2 separate regions of the Mus musculus genome follow, and region 2 is linked to region 1. The links are chromatin contacts, called in public HiChIP or PLAC-seq maps. All regions are on one chromosome and are shown on one strand. Each heading gives the region's core, a stretch centred on a gene start, on an enhancer-like site or on the middle of the called end of the contact. The rest is flanking DNA. Distances are from core to core; before and after follow the strand shown. Region 1 has its middle 20 kb from the start of Tpm1. Region 2 overlaps Gm19299 (predicted gene, 19299).

Region 1 (7,709 bases), core at 607-3,106:
GCTGGGGAGACATACCCTAACTGTGGGTGCCGAATCCCATTGGGCTGAAACCCCTAGGTACATAAAAGAGAAATTATTCATCCTCCATCTCCCTCTTCCCCACCACAGACTGATTTTGGTTCAGCCACCTCACTCTCCTGCTTCCATGCCGCCCTAGCCGTGGGGAGGGTACATCCCCAACCTGGAAGACAAAATAAAGCATTCTTTCCTTAAGTTATTTTCGTTAGGTTCTTTGTCATAGCAGCAAGAGAAGTTAGCTACCCGATGGCGGTCGTGGAGGCTTTTAATCCAGAGGTTCTCAGCCTGTGGGTCTCAACCCCTTTGGAGGTCAAATGACCTTTTCACAGGGGATGCATGTCAGATATTTACATTACAACTCATAACTGTTTTTATGGAGTAGAAATGAAATAATTTTATGGTTGGGGAATCACCACAGCACGAGGATCTGTATTAAAGGGTCGCAGCATTAGGAAGGTTGAGAACCACTGCTTTAATCCCAGCACTCAGGAGACAGAGACAGGGGGACCTCTGTGAGGCCAGCTGGGTTTGTTGTTTTGTTTTTTGTTTTTGTTTTTCTAGTTTTTCGAGACAAGGTTTCTCCAGGGCCACACAGAGACACCCTGTCTTGAAAAACTAAGAAGAGAGAGAGATTAAGCAATAAACTCACCCTGTACACTTCAGGGTTACATGTAAATCATTAAACTAGAAAGAAGTAGCCAGCCAGATGGCTGAACAGATATCTCTTGCTAACAAACCCGAACATCTGAGTAAGATCCCTGAATGCCATGTGGTAAGAGAGAACTAAGTCCTGCAAGTTGTCCTCTGACACACACACACTACATACATGCACCTAAAATAAACAGATAAAAACCTAAAATAAACAGATTAAAAAATGTGACTGGGGCTGGGCTGAAGAGATGGCTCATCAGGTAAGAGCACTGACTGCTCTTCCTAAAGGTCCTGAGTTCAATTCCCAGCAACCATGTGGTGGCTCACAACCATCTGTAATAAGATCTGATGCCCTCTTCTGGTGTGTCTGAAGACAGCTACAGTGTACTCATATAAATAAAATCTTTTTTTAAAAAATGTGACTGAATAAGGAGATCATCAGGTTCAGGACACTCTTTTTACAACTAGGGAAACTGAGGCAAAGGAAAACAGAGAGCAAATGGCTTACCTCTGTCAGCCAGCCAGAAAATCGAGCCAAGCTTCAGGCCCCAGGCTCCAAGCTCAGCTCCCTGGCTCCACCTCACCCAACGGGTAGGCACATGGCATCCTCTGCAGCATCCCCACCCCTCCACCCCCAGTAAGTGTCTCCAGCATGCCAAAGAACATTTGTCACAAATTACAAGGTCACACACCGAATGCTGGTGTGACCAGGAAAAGCGAGAGAGAATGTAAAGTTGAGCCACGGGGCTGGCTGCCGCTGCCTGGAGAGTCTGCATGCCTTTCTGGAGACTAAACATTTTCACGGTTCCTTTGGCCCAAGAGCTATTTTCTTGTTGAAAAAGTGAGGGGGAAATTCTCCATACAGATGGTAAGAAAAATAACTTCAGCTGGGCTAATCCAAAGACAAAGGTTTTTCTGAAACAGAAGAGGGACAGAAGGGTGGGGAGGTGGGTGGAAGAACAGACGTTAATTCTAAATAAACACACACAAGGTCTTTCTGGGTTTCATTCTATTTGCTCAGGCCTAGGAGCTCCTACCTGGGTGGGGGTGGGGCTGGGTGCTATGGGGCCCTGGAGGCGTTGGGTGGTCTTGAGCTTGCAGGAACAGCTACAGCTCACTGGGTCCCCTCCCTGCCTGACTAAGCTGCTAGGAGCCATCTATGCACCACAGGCCCTGTGTGTGCGTTCAAGAGGAAGCCTCGCCTCTGAGAGTTGCTCCCATCAATGACGTCACTGGCAGTCTGACCCTGTTCTTTATCTTCAGAATGCACCTCTGTCCTAGTGAATGGACGCTTCTGACTGACATTTCTTCTGTTACAACTGTTTCTTGATTTCAAAATCATTTGTTAGCTGGGCTTAGTGGTGCATGGTTTTGATCCTAGTATTTGGAAGGCAGAGGCAGAAGGACCCCTATGAGTTAGAGGCCAGCCAGAGCTTCATAGAGAGACTCTGTCTCAAATAATGGTAATTATTTGTCGATTTCATCAATTCATAATACAGTCATTTTTTTAAATCTGAATTTTCACTCAGCTAATAAAACTCCAGATTAGAGTCAACAAGATAATAAAAAATGCTTGCTGCCAAGCCTGGTGGTCTCTAACTGACTCCTGAAAGTTATCCTCTGACCTCCACAGGCGCTTACATGCACATACAAGTGTATACACACACACACACACACACATGTACACGTACACGCATACACATAAATATAATTAATTTTTTAGATCACCTTAGTAATAATATTTATAATATTCACCCATGAGACAAACTTAAAAAGTAAAAGATGTAACATGAAAATGTCCTTACAGCTTCCACCTTTGTCCATTGAGATGACAGGAAGTAGCTACATGCTTAGGGCACCTGTTCTGGGACCACGTGTTGCCTTTAACAAATGCCTACAACCACACCATGCTGTGTGTCTGTGGGTAGTTCTAGAACTTGATTCATTTCGATGGATGAAGCCACACCAATAGGTGGTTTCACTTAGCAAAACGTTAGGAATTGGGTTGCGGATATAGTTCTGTTGGTGGAGTACTCACGTAGGATGCAGGAATCTTTGAGTTCAACCCCCAGCACTGATGTGGGGACACAGGCTTGTAATCTCAGTACTGGGGAGGTGGGGGTAGAAGGGTCAGAAGTTTGAGGTCGTCCTCAGCTACATAGTGAATTGAGTCTATCCTGGGCTACATGGAATCTTTATCAAAGAATAAACAATAAGGCTATCCTGGGCTACACGGGATCTTTATCAAAGAATAAACAATAAGGAATTTCTCTGAAAGAGCCTTGGGGCTTCCCAATAACTCTGGTCTGTAAAATGTATGAGAAGATTGGCTCAGGCGCCCCAGGCCTCCCTTCCAGATAGCTGACTCATAGCCAATGAGTCCGGACAACAGCCTATGAGCTGATGCCCTGGCATGATCATGTGACAGATAGCAATGCTCAAAGTGAAGATGTCAGAGGGGGGTTGTGTGACCTTGAGACAGGCTTTGCAGAGGGCACGTGACTGTACTGCTTTAGGAGTGCGCTGAGTTGAGTTGGGGTTGGAATGGCAGCAACACCTTTAATCCCAGCACTCAGGAGGCAGAGGCAGGTGAATCATTGAGTGTGAAGTCAGCCTGGTCTACAGAGTGAGTTCTAGACTACCCAGAGCTACCCAGTGAGACCCTGTCTCCAAAATAAGTAAATAAACAAATGAAAGAAGAAAAACTAAAAAAAAAAAAAAGAATACTCCAGGTAGGTGCTGATTCTCTGTAAGGCAATATTAACAATACTGACTTGTATTAGTTATTAATACAAGTAATTAACTTATATTGTATTAATACAATACTAACCCGACAGAGGATTAGACAGCCTAAAACACTTCTTGAAAGTACATTGCTCACTCCATTATGTACCCACTAAATATTTATTAAGCTGCCATGTATGAGGCTCTGTTTCAGCATTGAACGAAGATAGTTTCAACAGAGAGGCTCTGGGGATAATTAAATGATTACAAAGTAGAGAAGAGCCAGGATAAGGGCCCACTTCCCACACATACCTTGGCCTTCTGCAAGAGCTAGATACTCTCTTGGAAAGTATTATGGAACGGGAAACAACATGACAGGAAACAAGGCTTCCCTAACTGTGCAGACTACACTGTTGTTCTGATGATGAGCTTGCAGGAGTGCCCAGAAATGAGGCCCTCATTTTTCAATAAAAGGATCCTTGGGGTTATCACTGCACAGTTCAAGGTCTGGATTCTAAAGTGTCTGTCTTATAGAGCAGAAAGTCTAATGTAATAGAACTCATCGTATCCAGCACTCCTGGAGCCTTGCACACCAGGAAACTTCATGTGCAGGAGTCAAAGGCTGGTGTGGCATTGGCCTTGCTGTTTTTGGTTCATTGAGGAACCACGTGGACAATTTCAGATGAAGCTTGAAAATTCTTTTGTATTCCTAGCTCCTGCTGAGAAAAAAAATTCTAGTACTGTACTAGAATTAGTTTGTTAAAACTGTGTGTTGTGTGTTTGTTAGGCATTGAGAGAGATTGAAAGAAGCTGGAGTGGGGGTGGGGGCACTGGAGAGAGCTTAGTCAGTAAAGTGCTGTCACACAATCCTGAGGATCTGAGTTCGATACCCAATACCCTTGTGGCAAGATGACCTGGTGACACATGGTAATTTCAGCACTGGGCAGTTGTAGACAGGTAGATCCTGGGACTGGCTAGACAGACAGCCTAGCTGAATTGACAAGTGCTTGTTTCTTGAGAGAAACAAGGTAGAGAGAGGCTGAAGGAGCCACCTGAAGCTGACCTCTGGCCTCTACATGCACACAGAAAGGAAGAGGAAGGAGAGAGCTCTTGCACACACACACAAAGACATACTCATACATAGACATAAAAATGAATTTATTAAATCACTGTTAAACTAATTTCTAGAGAATATAATAAAAATATAATAAGTAGATGAGATGGTCATACTCCTAGGACATCATTTTTCTGGATGAGAAGGAATTCACTCACAAGGAGACTGACTTAGGGTTTTACTGCTGTGAACAGACACTACAACCAAGGCAACTGTTACAAGGATAACATTTAATTGAGGCTGGTTTACAGGTTCAGAGGCTCAGTCCATTATCACCAAGGTGGGAATATGGCAACGTCCAGACAGGCATGGTGCAGGAGGAGCTGAGAGTTCTACATCTTCTTCTGAAGGCTGCTAGCAGAATACTGGCTTCCAGGCAGCTAGGATAAAGGTCTTATAGCCCACACTCACAGTGACACACCCACTCCAACACGGCCACAACTAATCCCATAGGGCCACAACTTCTAATAGTGCTACTCCCTGGGCTCAACATATACAAATCATCACAGAGACTTAAGTTTAATGACACTAAGGGGTGTAACTCATTTGGTAGAGTGCTTTCCCAAACTGCCAAAAGTCTATAAACCAGTGTGGTGGCACAGGTCTGTAATCTCAGCACTCAGAGGGTGGAGACAGAAGAATCAGAGTTCAAGACCATCCTCAGTTACATAGTTGGTGGCTAGCCTGGGCTACCTGCCTCAAAAAAAAGTTGAATGTTAATATAAAATAGCAATAGAAGTAACGTCTCAGGAGCATTGGCACCTCTGTCCAGATTCTTTGAGCAATCTTGGGTGGTAGATCTTCTGACTTCCTATTTGATAGATGAGGAAAGTGAGGACCAATGAAGGGATGCTAGTCTCTAACAAGCCTTGCCTCTGGAGATGAAAATACAACCTGGCGGCAAAGATGCCCTTGCTTAACTGCCACCAACTGGCTGGCTCATTCCCTACTCTTCCTGACCTGCAAAGACCATAGTCCATGTGGATGGACACGGACACACACACACACACACACACACACACAGTATGTGAAATTTGACCCTACATCAGTGGAACATCTGACCATCTGATTCTTTTAAAGGTCTGCACAGGTTTTATTGTCCCTTCTTTTAGAAGCTTACTGGATCTTCCCAGCTCTCATAAAGGATGTGACTCCAGCTGCTGTCTCCACCTGCCTTGACCCCATGCAGCCAGGAAGTTAAGGGAACTCACAAGGTTCTTGTCCAGACAGACCTTTCCACCACCAGGTTGTTAACCTATCATTCCATCTGCCCCAGCTGTGCAGGATGAAGTTGCCGTAGCCCACAGAGATGCCCAGTGGCTGTTCAAACTCATCTTTGCTCTGTCTGTGAGTCTCTTCAATTTATCGAATGACCTTCAACAAGTTCCCCAATATGCACAGTCTCCCACTTTTGGGGTCATGTTGTTCTTCCAAATGGAGTGTTCTTCCCTATTTGTCTAATTATTGCTTCAAGCCTTTCCCAATTTTCCTCCTGGGTATATGACCTCAGCTTTCTCTGAAGCACCACAGACTCTCACCTGCTCCTCTAGTGGTGTTTACCACCCTTAGCGTCTGTTTGTTATTTGCAAATGGGCCTTAGAGGGCAGGACTCAAAAGCTTGAGTCTTTGTCTCAACTGGAAAAATTGGGAAAGTGAGTCTCAAGAAAGCCATCTGCGAAACAGTTTCATGTAGAAGAAATGAGGTAATAGAGAGGAAAGCACGAGCCTTACTTAAGTTATACGACCTCCTCTCTGCCTCGGAACACCATATGTGGTGTTCATAGAATGACCATATAGTAATACAGTGAGCTCGCCTCCACTTGGATTAGCCATGAAGATTAAGTGAGCCCATGTGTACACATCACCCATCTCCTGCCCCACACATACTCAGAATCTGGGCCTGGGGATGTTGGTAAAGGGCTTCCCTAGCATGTATGAAGCCCTGGGTTTCCTCCCTCGCACCACATAAACCTGTCTCAGTGGGGCATGCCTATAAGCCTAATGTTCCAGAGGGTGGAGCAGGAGGATCAGGGCATCTTTGGCTTCATAGTAAGTTTGAGGCCACCCTGGGCTACTCGAGGTTCTGTTTCAAACCAACAAAGATAAAAGTAAACAGAGCCTGGGCTGGGTGAGTGTTCTCCTCTTCACTGGGGCTGTGGCATTGCACAGGCTTCAGGATGTGGCTGCAAAGCATCCTCTGCAGGGGTGGCTTCTAGGACCTGGGCAGGAATTCCATTGCTCTGCCATCATCTTCATCATCATAAACAGGTGGAGTCTCGGCGTCCAGGAAATTAATTCCCTTACCCAATCTCAACTCTATGTTGAGATTGAGCAGTGAGGGGGATGGGGGTGGGGAGAGGGAGAAAGAGAGAGAGAGAGAGAGAGAGAGAGAGGCACATGTATCCAAAACCAAATCAAACCACAGCTAATCCCCAGAAATAAAAGAAGAGGCCATTTTCCTGGGCAACTGTTGTTGCTACAGAGCCAAAGGTGGCCACAAAGGCAGCAAGGACCCAGCGGCCCTAGGCCTCCAGGACCTGTGCTAACTGACTGCTCAGAGTCAAGAGCTCTGGTTTCGATTGCCACGTAGGCTGAGATGTTGGCTTGAGAATCTGCATTTGCAATATGACAAGGCTATCATAAACCACCCAGGAAAGGAACCTACACAGACCCAAAGTCCCTCATGCCAATCTCCAAGCCACATCTTTCCCCTTCCTTAGCAGAACGATTTCATTTCAGGGGTAGGTCTCCAGGCCTTGTAGCATCATGTATGTATATATAAACCCTTAGGTCATAGACAATGACTATGAACAAGTCAGACCTGTGAACTCTCTCCTGGAGTTCTGGAACTGGACTTAGGAAACACTGGTGTCTGGCGTGAGCTTTACCTAGGAAATCCTACTTTCATAGATTGGATAGAATCCTAGCCAGAGGAGAGTCTGGAAACTTCTACCTTGTTCCAGAGAGACACAGCTCAAGGAAGCACACAAAGGAAAAAAAAAAAAAAACACCAACAGAAAACATCTTACTCAAAACACCAACTTCCGTTTGCTTCATTGCTTTAGGTAACTTACATGGTATTTTGTACCAAGAGTGAGTTCACTGACATTTAAATTAGTCATCCAGGACAGAGGGAGACCTAGTCACAAGATAGATTTTAGGGAGGAATGCCTAGCTGATAAGCTGCTCAAAACCAGGCGAG
Region 2 (7,440 bases), core at 760-3,259, 86 kb before region 1:
GAGGAATGGAATTGGAGTAGGAATGGCTCAGGTAGAACGTGGCAAGTGATATCTTGTGGCTATTGACAGGGGAGTAGACAAAATAGCATAGAGGACTAATATCTGCCCAGCTCTAGTGTTTTAAGGCTTATTATAAATATAAAGGTTTTTGTGTCTTTTATTTGGGAACTAAATAATCTAAGGTAGGATAGAAACCCTCAATATTAATATTAATATTTGCTACAACACACCTCCCCCATCACCTTTCATTGCCAGGTGTCTCAAGCCTGAGGGTTGTAGGCTGGCTAACTCATTGATTGACAGCTATAAAAACCACCTTCACCTTCCCACTTCCTCCTACCCCTTACTCTACCTTTGAACCACAGCACAAAAGATTCCTTACTGCTGAGTCCTGGGCTCTGGCCAGCCCTGGAGCTTTGACCCTCCAGCCCACAGGTTGCTCACCTGCCTTTTCCCTTGGGTTCCCACGCCCAGCATGACATTAAACACCCAGGTGTTCTCTAAATTCTGAGCTTGACAGTACCACAGTGCCCTGGAGCTGTGGGATCCGGGGTCCTGTAAAAGCCTCCAATTCCCTTATGAGGTGGTAATAATACTAAGACCAAGTAGTAGATGTCAGTGTGTACATTAATACTCCCTACCAGGCTTTCCCTGTTAAATGACTAATAGGCAGGAGGCATGTACATCACGGATACATTAGACAAAAGGATACATCACATCCCAGGTAGGATAGAGCAGGATGGAGCAAGATTGCTTCAAACTATGTATTGATTTAGTTCTTGAATGTTCTACTTATTCAATCCCAGTTAACCACAAACCAGTAAAATTACAGATTAGGGGGAACCTGCTTCATTTGGTAGTTGTATTATTAATTATCATATTATTAATTAATCTGACTACTTCATTTGGTAGTCAGATTATTAATTGGATATGACTTCACCTTTTAACATCCTTTCCCTTAGCAAACCCCCAACTCAATGCCTAATATGCAAAAGGTACAATTTAAAGGGCTTTAGAAGGCTTAATTATCTTAACCCTCAGGACAATTGTATGGCGCTTTCTTACGTCACGGAAGAGTAAGACCCAGAAAGGCGACGTGATTGCCCACAGTCAAGGTGACTGAATTCTTGTCCTTGGTACTTGCTCTACAGCTGCTAAGCCAAGCCTAATTACAAAGGTGGGAGCTGGCTCACACCCACGAGTGTGCTCTGAGGAAACACTCAACACTGCCCACACTGACGTCACTCAGGCCCAACCATGGCTTTTGTTGTTGTTGTTATTCAGCTTTTTATTTCTGTATACATTCAGTAGAAAAACACAGACTAGTATATCTACCTTTTGCTACTTTGTGGATTCTTTTCTTACCCCCTCCCACTAGATGAGAGAGAGAGAGAGAGGGGGAGAGAGAGAGAGAGAGAGAGAGAGAGAGAGAGAGAGAGAGAGAGAGAGAGAGAGAGAGAGAGAGAAAGAACCTGAATCTAATTTCTTTCCTTTTGTTTATTCTTTGAGCACAACTACTGACAAGCCACAACTAACTCTCCTAAACTACCACCAACCCCACCTCTCAGGGCCCTAGCATTTATATAGCCTCTGGAAAGTTCCCAGAATTCCAAATGTCACATAATTGTAGAAACTATCTGCAGATGGCAAAACCATGCCTCTGCTAGAGCCCGAGGCAAATCATAGTCAGCTGCTGTGGACAGTCTGAAGCAGCCCCATATCCCACACCTGGGATTAAAATGAAAGCACATTGGTGTAGTATTTCTGTGTTTTTAAAAGAACCTCAAATTCCCACTACAATCTAACAATATTATGTAGTGAGATCTGATGATAAAAGCAAAATGGAGGGCCAGAGGATCACACTGCTACCCATCCTTGCCGTGGCTGACAATACCTGCACACAGTAGGAGCTTGGCAGTCCTCTGAGGAGGAGCATGGGCTCTATCTTCTCTCTGTGGTCATCCAGTCATTCCCTCCACAGATGCCAGGTGGGGACCCAAAGGCTCACTAGAGGGCACTGTTCAGTAGGGCTGTCCCAGACATTTGCTTCTGTGCAAGGAGAGATGTGGAGGACAATGCTTAGGTCATTGGGAGGATCTAAGGATACAGTAGGATCAGAAAAGCTGCTCTCAGCTTAGCAAAGAGAATGTTAAAACAGGAAGGAAGCACAACACAGTAGACAGGATCTTGTCAGGTTTCTGTTTCTTTAAGTAAGCACTAAACAGGCCCCTGTCCTAGTGCACACAGGTGGCTCCAGCAGACAGCTGAAGCCCTGGGGGACTTGCACGGGTAGATTTCAGGTTCTTAACCATCTGGCTCCTCCCTGCCTCCCAACACCCACCCTACTGGTATTTCTTCTCTTTCCCCAGAGTCTCCCATGGAAAGCTGAGACCAAGGTCTGGTGGAGAAACATCTGCTTCAGGCTAGCAGCTGTACTCTGGAGCGTCTTCTTCAGAATGTCAACATATAATTTACAAAAGTTAAAAACAGGACTGTCAGCCAGGCGGTGGTAGTGCACTCCTTTAATCCCAGCACTCAGGAGGCAGAGGCAGGGGCATCTCTGTCAATTTGTGGCCAGCTTGGTGTACAGATTGAGTTCCAGGATAGCCAAGGATACGCAGAGAAACCCAGCCTTGAAAACAAAAACCTTAAGCCAAACAAACAAACAAAAAATCAGTACTGTAATACCAACATAGAATATATGCATAGGCTTTTAACTCATTAATGAAGAAACCATTCAGATGACCTAATGATGATTCCAAGTCCTTTGGAGAAACTGTTTGCATTTAAAAGAAAAAAAAAAAGACAAGGTTGGGAGGGTGGTTCTAAACATAGTTACGTTCCTTTAGGGTCATTAAACCATATATAATCTTTAGATAGTCCTTTAATCTGGCTAAAAACCAGCAAATTAACATGCAACTTCCTACTGTGGAGGGGAGGGGTTTAACAGAAAAGTAATGAGACAAGTGATGTGGAGATGTTTCCTGGAGAGCACTGAAGACTTTTTTTTCGAGACAGGGTTTCTCTGGATAGCCCTGGCTGTCCTGGAACTCACTCTGTAGACCAGGCTGGCCTCGAACTCAGAAATTCACCTGCCTCTGCCTCCCAAGTGCTGGGATTAATGAAGACCCTTCTTGAGGTGCTACGGAGACCATAGTGGGACAAAGTGCCTGTCAACCAGAGTTCAGAACCCAGACCCACACGAAAGCAGGACCTAATCTTCCAAGTGTCTGCAGTCAGTCCCAGCACTCCTCTATTCAGAGAGGGGAGGCAGCGACAGGAAGACCTCCAGATATTTGCTGGTGAGCCGGGCTTACACAATGAGGAGACCCCACCTAAATTAGGTGGAGAGGGAAGAATCAATGCAAAACGTCCTCTGACTTCCACATGAACTATACAGCATGTGAAAACCCTTCCCTCTCACACATATCAAACATACATACATACATACACACACACACACACACACACACCTTCTGAGAGGTCCTATTCAGCAAAGCCCTGTGTGACGTTGAAAAGATTTCCTGTACTCTTTTTGGTCTATCCCTAAATTCTTAGTATATTTTTCTCAATAATAGCAAATATCTTTCTATCTGAGATTGCCAGGATATTCAATAGCTTTTTGTCAGGTTCAACCTATTGGAATAAAAAAAAAAAAACCTTGAAGGAGCCTTGGGGGAGGGGCATGACTTTAATCCCAGCACTTGGAAACTAAAGGCAGTTGGCTCTCTGAGTTCCAGGCCAGCCTGGTTTACAGAGAGCTCTAAGACAACCAGGACTACACAAGTCCTGTTGTCAAAACAAAACACCCCTTGAATGTATAAACTCTCTGCCACGATGAATTCTGTGTCTCCACATTCTTCAGTTCCTGCCCAGGCGAAGAAGTATTTCTTAGCGTGAACCAGGCATTTTTAAAAGATTAATTTAAAAATTTCAGGTGAGATATTTTGGTTAGATCTTTCCCCCTCCCTTAATTCCTCTCAGATTCTCCTTATCTCCCTACCTGTGCACAACCTTATATTCATATGCATTCTCATTCATTCATTCTCTCTCTCTCTCTCTCTCTCTCTCTCTCTCCCTCCCTCCCTCCCTCCCTCCCCGCCCCCACCCCCCACTTTTTTTCTTTTCTTTTTTTTTTTTGTAATTAAAATTTATCTGTTTGGAGAGAGAAAAATTGTGGCTCTGAGCAGAGGAGGACAGCAGCGTGAAAGCATTAGGCCTGGTGGTGATGGTGGTGATGGTCGGGTCTCAGGACCCGAGTGGACTTAGTCCCGCCCCTAACCAAGAAGCTATTCGCAGTTGACACCTGATGGGGAGAAGAATGATCAGTTTCCTGCAAAGCTAGAAGTGTCACTGGGCCGATCAACCACACCACACTCCAGCACAGTCCCCATGCCCGAGAGTAGTAGACCAACACAAAATGAACCCCATCTTTGTGTGTGTGTGTGTGTTTTGTTTTGTGTTCGCTTTTCTTTGGTCTGATTTTCTTTTCTTTCTTTCTTTCTTTTTTTCTTTTTTTTTTTTTTTTTAGTTTGTTTTGATTTTATTTTTTGCTTTGTTATTGCTCTTCCTGATTTTCTTTTTCCCTTTTTTTTTGAGAGAGAAAGAACATTTAGTCAGGCGGGTGTGGAGGTGGAGAGGATCTGGGAGGGACTGGGGGAAGAGAAAGAATATGATCAAAATAAATTGTACAAAGAGTTTTAATAAAATAGCATCTTATGCTTTGCAGCTGGAGAGAGGCGTGTCTCAGAGCAGCCTTTACTGAGGGCTTGTCTGTGGCAGACATTGCCGAGTCTTGTGTATATTAAATCATGTCTTCCCCACAGCTCTACACAGTGAATGAGATATGGGGTGGGGCGTGGCTTAGTTGGCAAAGCACTTGCTAAGCGAGCATGAGTTTGATCCCAGAGTCCATTTAAAAAGCCAGGCAAGGTAGAGCACACCTGTAATCCTGGCACCAGGGGGCAGAGACAGGAGGATCCCCGTGGCTTGCTGCTGGCCAACTAGCCTTACTAAATCGGGGATCCTCAGGCCAGTGAAAGACCCTGTCTCAAAAAACAAACAAACAAACAAACAAGATGAAGAGCTTTTGAGGAATGACCCCAAGTTGACCTCTGACCTTTATGGAGGCTGCACGCAGACACACATGGAAAGAGAAGAGGAGAAAAGAGCCCAAAAGTCCAATGACTTGTGAAAAACCACACACCCAGCAACTTGTAGAAAAGAGATTTGGGCCTGGCACACTCCTCCTAACCACAGCAATATTTGTGATCTGGACTATTAATCATTTGTAAGTTCCAGAGTAGCTCTGTCCAGGCTGGAGACAGCAAGGAGACCTTCCCAGAGGAGATGGAAGGCAAACCGCATAGGTTGTCCCATTAGGGGAAGAAGGTGGGTCTGTCTCCTCTCTGCTGTAGTTACTGTACACCACATATTCCTACCCCATGGACCTGAGAGCTTCCAGGGCCCAGTTCAGGAGCTTTCCAAAAGGACCACGTGTTCATTGTAGTGGGGTCAGGGTACAGGCACAGCCTTAGCCATGTCTCTGCCTTTGTTGAAGCAGTGACGAGCTTTTTTCATTGGTTTTGGACTTTCCCCACCCTGCACCAACCTAGCAGTATCAGGGAAGCAGGCTCCAGGACCTCATGTGCACCATCAAAACTGCTCCTACCGCTGCCCTTTAGGAAGGGTTCTGTCTGCTGCTTGGACAGGGCAGTGGGGCAGCACTTGAATACTTTATTACACAGACAACACCCTGCACCTGGTTCAGCACGGAAGCCCCTGGGGCACGCACAATCCTGGAACCAAGCAGTGGGCATGGACAAACATAGGGTTGTCCTTCCCTTTCACCCTTTCACCTTCTCAGAGTAGCAGCTTCACTGCAGATGGTCCCAGAACTTTCCACAGAGTTCTAGTGTCCTTACGGCTGATGGCCTCAGGGAGCTGCCCCAGGAAGGCTAGTGAAATAATAGGTCCAGTCCAGAGACCCTGGGCATGCGCTCTAGAACAAGAAAGGGAAATTGGGAGCATGGCTTTGATTGCAAAACTTGTGGTATTTTTGTGTGGGTGGAGAAGCAATTTTATGAGGTGCCCCCAACCCTGCAAGATTAGAGGATTTCTTGGCAGCTCTGGCCTGGGAAGATGTAGCCCACCTCCCATAGACCCTCAACCCACAAGGATTTCCTGTATCCTTGGGAAGGTCATGTCAGGCAGATAAGAGAAGGTCTCTGAGCTCCTGCAAGCTTTGTAAGAAGTGTTGACCAAGCAGTTTCCCTGAGGGGGAGTTAGGAAAATGAAGTATTTGTGAATCTTAGTATTTCCTGTCCTTATACACAATGGCTCTTTCTTTAAAAACCTGAGCTTTTGAATCAGTGAAGACAAACCTTGTAAGTCTCTGGCAAGTGTGTTTGCTTAAGAGGAGGCCAATCCTCCCTGGCAGCTTTGGAGACTCAATTCATAACGGCAGCAACCCTGTGGCACCTCAGTCCTCACCAGAGCTGCTGGGATCCCTCTTGGTAGATGCAGGGCTGGAGGCCGGTGTGGTACTGAAGACTGTCGATGCCAGGCTACACAGCCAGCCCCACCCAACAGGCCTTACAGATGTTCCATTACAGTCATTACAGGGCAAACCTCCACACTTGGCTTCTCTCGTTCCCTCTTCTGGAGTGCAGAGACGCCCCAAGTACGAACAATCATGGAGACTAGGAGCAGTGGTTAGTGTTTGCCATTCAAGCCTGAGGACCAGAGCTAGATTTCAACATCCAGCTGGCAAGTTGGCTAGCACCCTCAGCACGACATAGGCAGAGAGTCTGACAGTCATCTTACTAAGGGTAATACAATTGATTAAACTGGGAGCGGACAGGGCTGAGACTCAAACCCAGGTCTAATTGATTCTAGACTCCTTTCCCCTTTGAACCACACCAAGTAACCTTCCAATGCCCTGAGGGGTGAACCGTGAGCAGCACCAAGCCCTCTTGTCTTCAGGACAGCCATCTCCATGACCTGCTAACTGGGCAGGTAGAGAGGGGCCACAGTGTGCTAGCTCAGTGCCCAAACAGAGTGAAGACATGTGTGTGTGATACTTTGTGTTGACCTGGATTCCTCAGAGGCACAGGGAAGTGAAGTGTCTGTCATTACTCTGTTTTCTAGACAGGTAATTACTATGTAGCTCTGGCTGTCCTGGAACTCACTATGTAGACCAGGCTGGCTTAGACTCACAGTGATCCACCTTCCTCTGCCTCTTGAGTGCTAGGACTAAGGGCGTGCCCCACTACACCTGGCTTCTGTTACTTTGTTAACTCATAAAATGTAATGAAATACTTAACATACATAGGCTATGGGTGTGTTCAAATCGTTTAAAATTCAATGAATTAAAAAATAGAAATCATGTAATATTTAACTTTATAATTATCAATGGATAATGCAATTCCTGACATATAG

Evidence for each region. HiChIP or PLAC-seq counts read pairs in DNA pulled down with a chosen protein or histone mark.
Region 2: an H3K27ac HiChIP or PLAC-seq map of trophoblast stem cells shows a contact between it and region 1, with 13 read pairs. The contact joins two enhancer-like sites. A contact is called at or near these places in 7 of 484 Hi-C or Micro-C datasets (the CH12 cell line, the G1E-ER4 cell line, group 2 innate lymphoid cells and 4 more) and 4 of 115 datasets of contacts at active chromatin or transcription factors (a colorectal cancer cell line, embryonic stem cells, extraembryonic endoderm stem cells and 1 more).

Annotation. Positions count from the first base shown.
Region 1 is chr9:67,065,413-67,073,121 of GRCm38.p6, reverse strand. No RefSeq gene overlaps it. Among named protein-coding and RNA genes, the nearest start is that of Tpm1, 20 kb to the right of the region's middle. Within about 2 kb of position 1,856, at least 36 of the 459 cell types and tissues checked have an H3K27ac peak or open chromatin away from gene starts, as enhancers often do. A contact at or near this core is called in trophoblast stem cells, where this site is marked.
Region 2 is chr9:67,151,635-67,159,074 of GRCm38.p6, reverse strand. Gm19299 (predicted gene, 19299) reads right to left here. Exons shown (of 3, transcript NR_045748.1): 2 at 1,895-2,049. Gm40529 (a long non-coding RNA gene) reads left to right here. Exons shown (of 3, transcript XR_870878.2): 3 at 2,370-2,690. Among named protein-coding and RNA genes, the nearest start is that of Gm19299, 22 kb to the right of the region's middle. Within about 2 kb of position 2,009, at least 19 of the 459 cell types and tissues checked have an H3K27ac peak or open chromatin away from gene starts, as enhancers often do. A contact at or near this core is called in trophoblast stem cells, where this site is marked.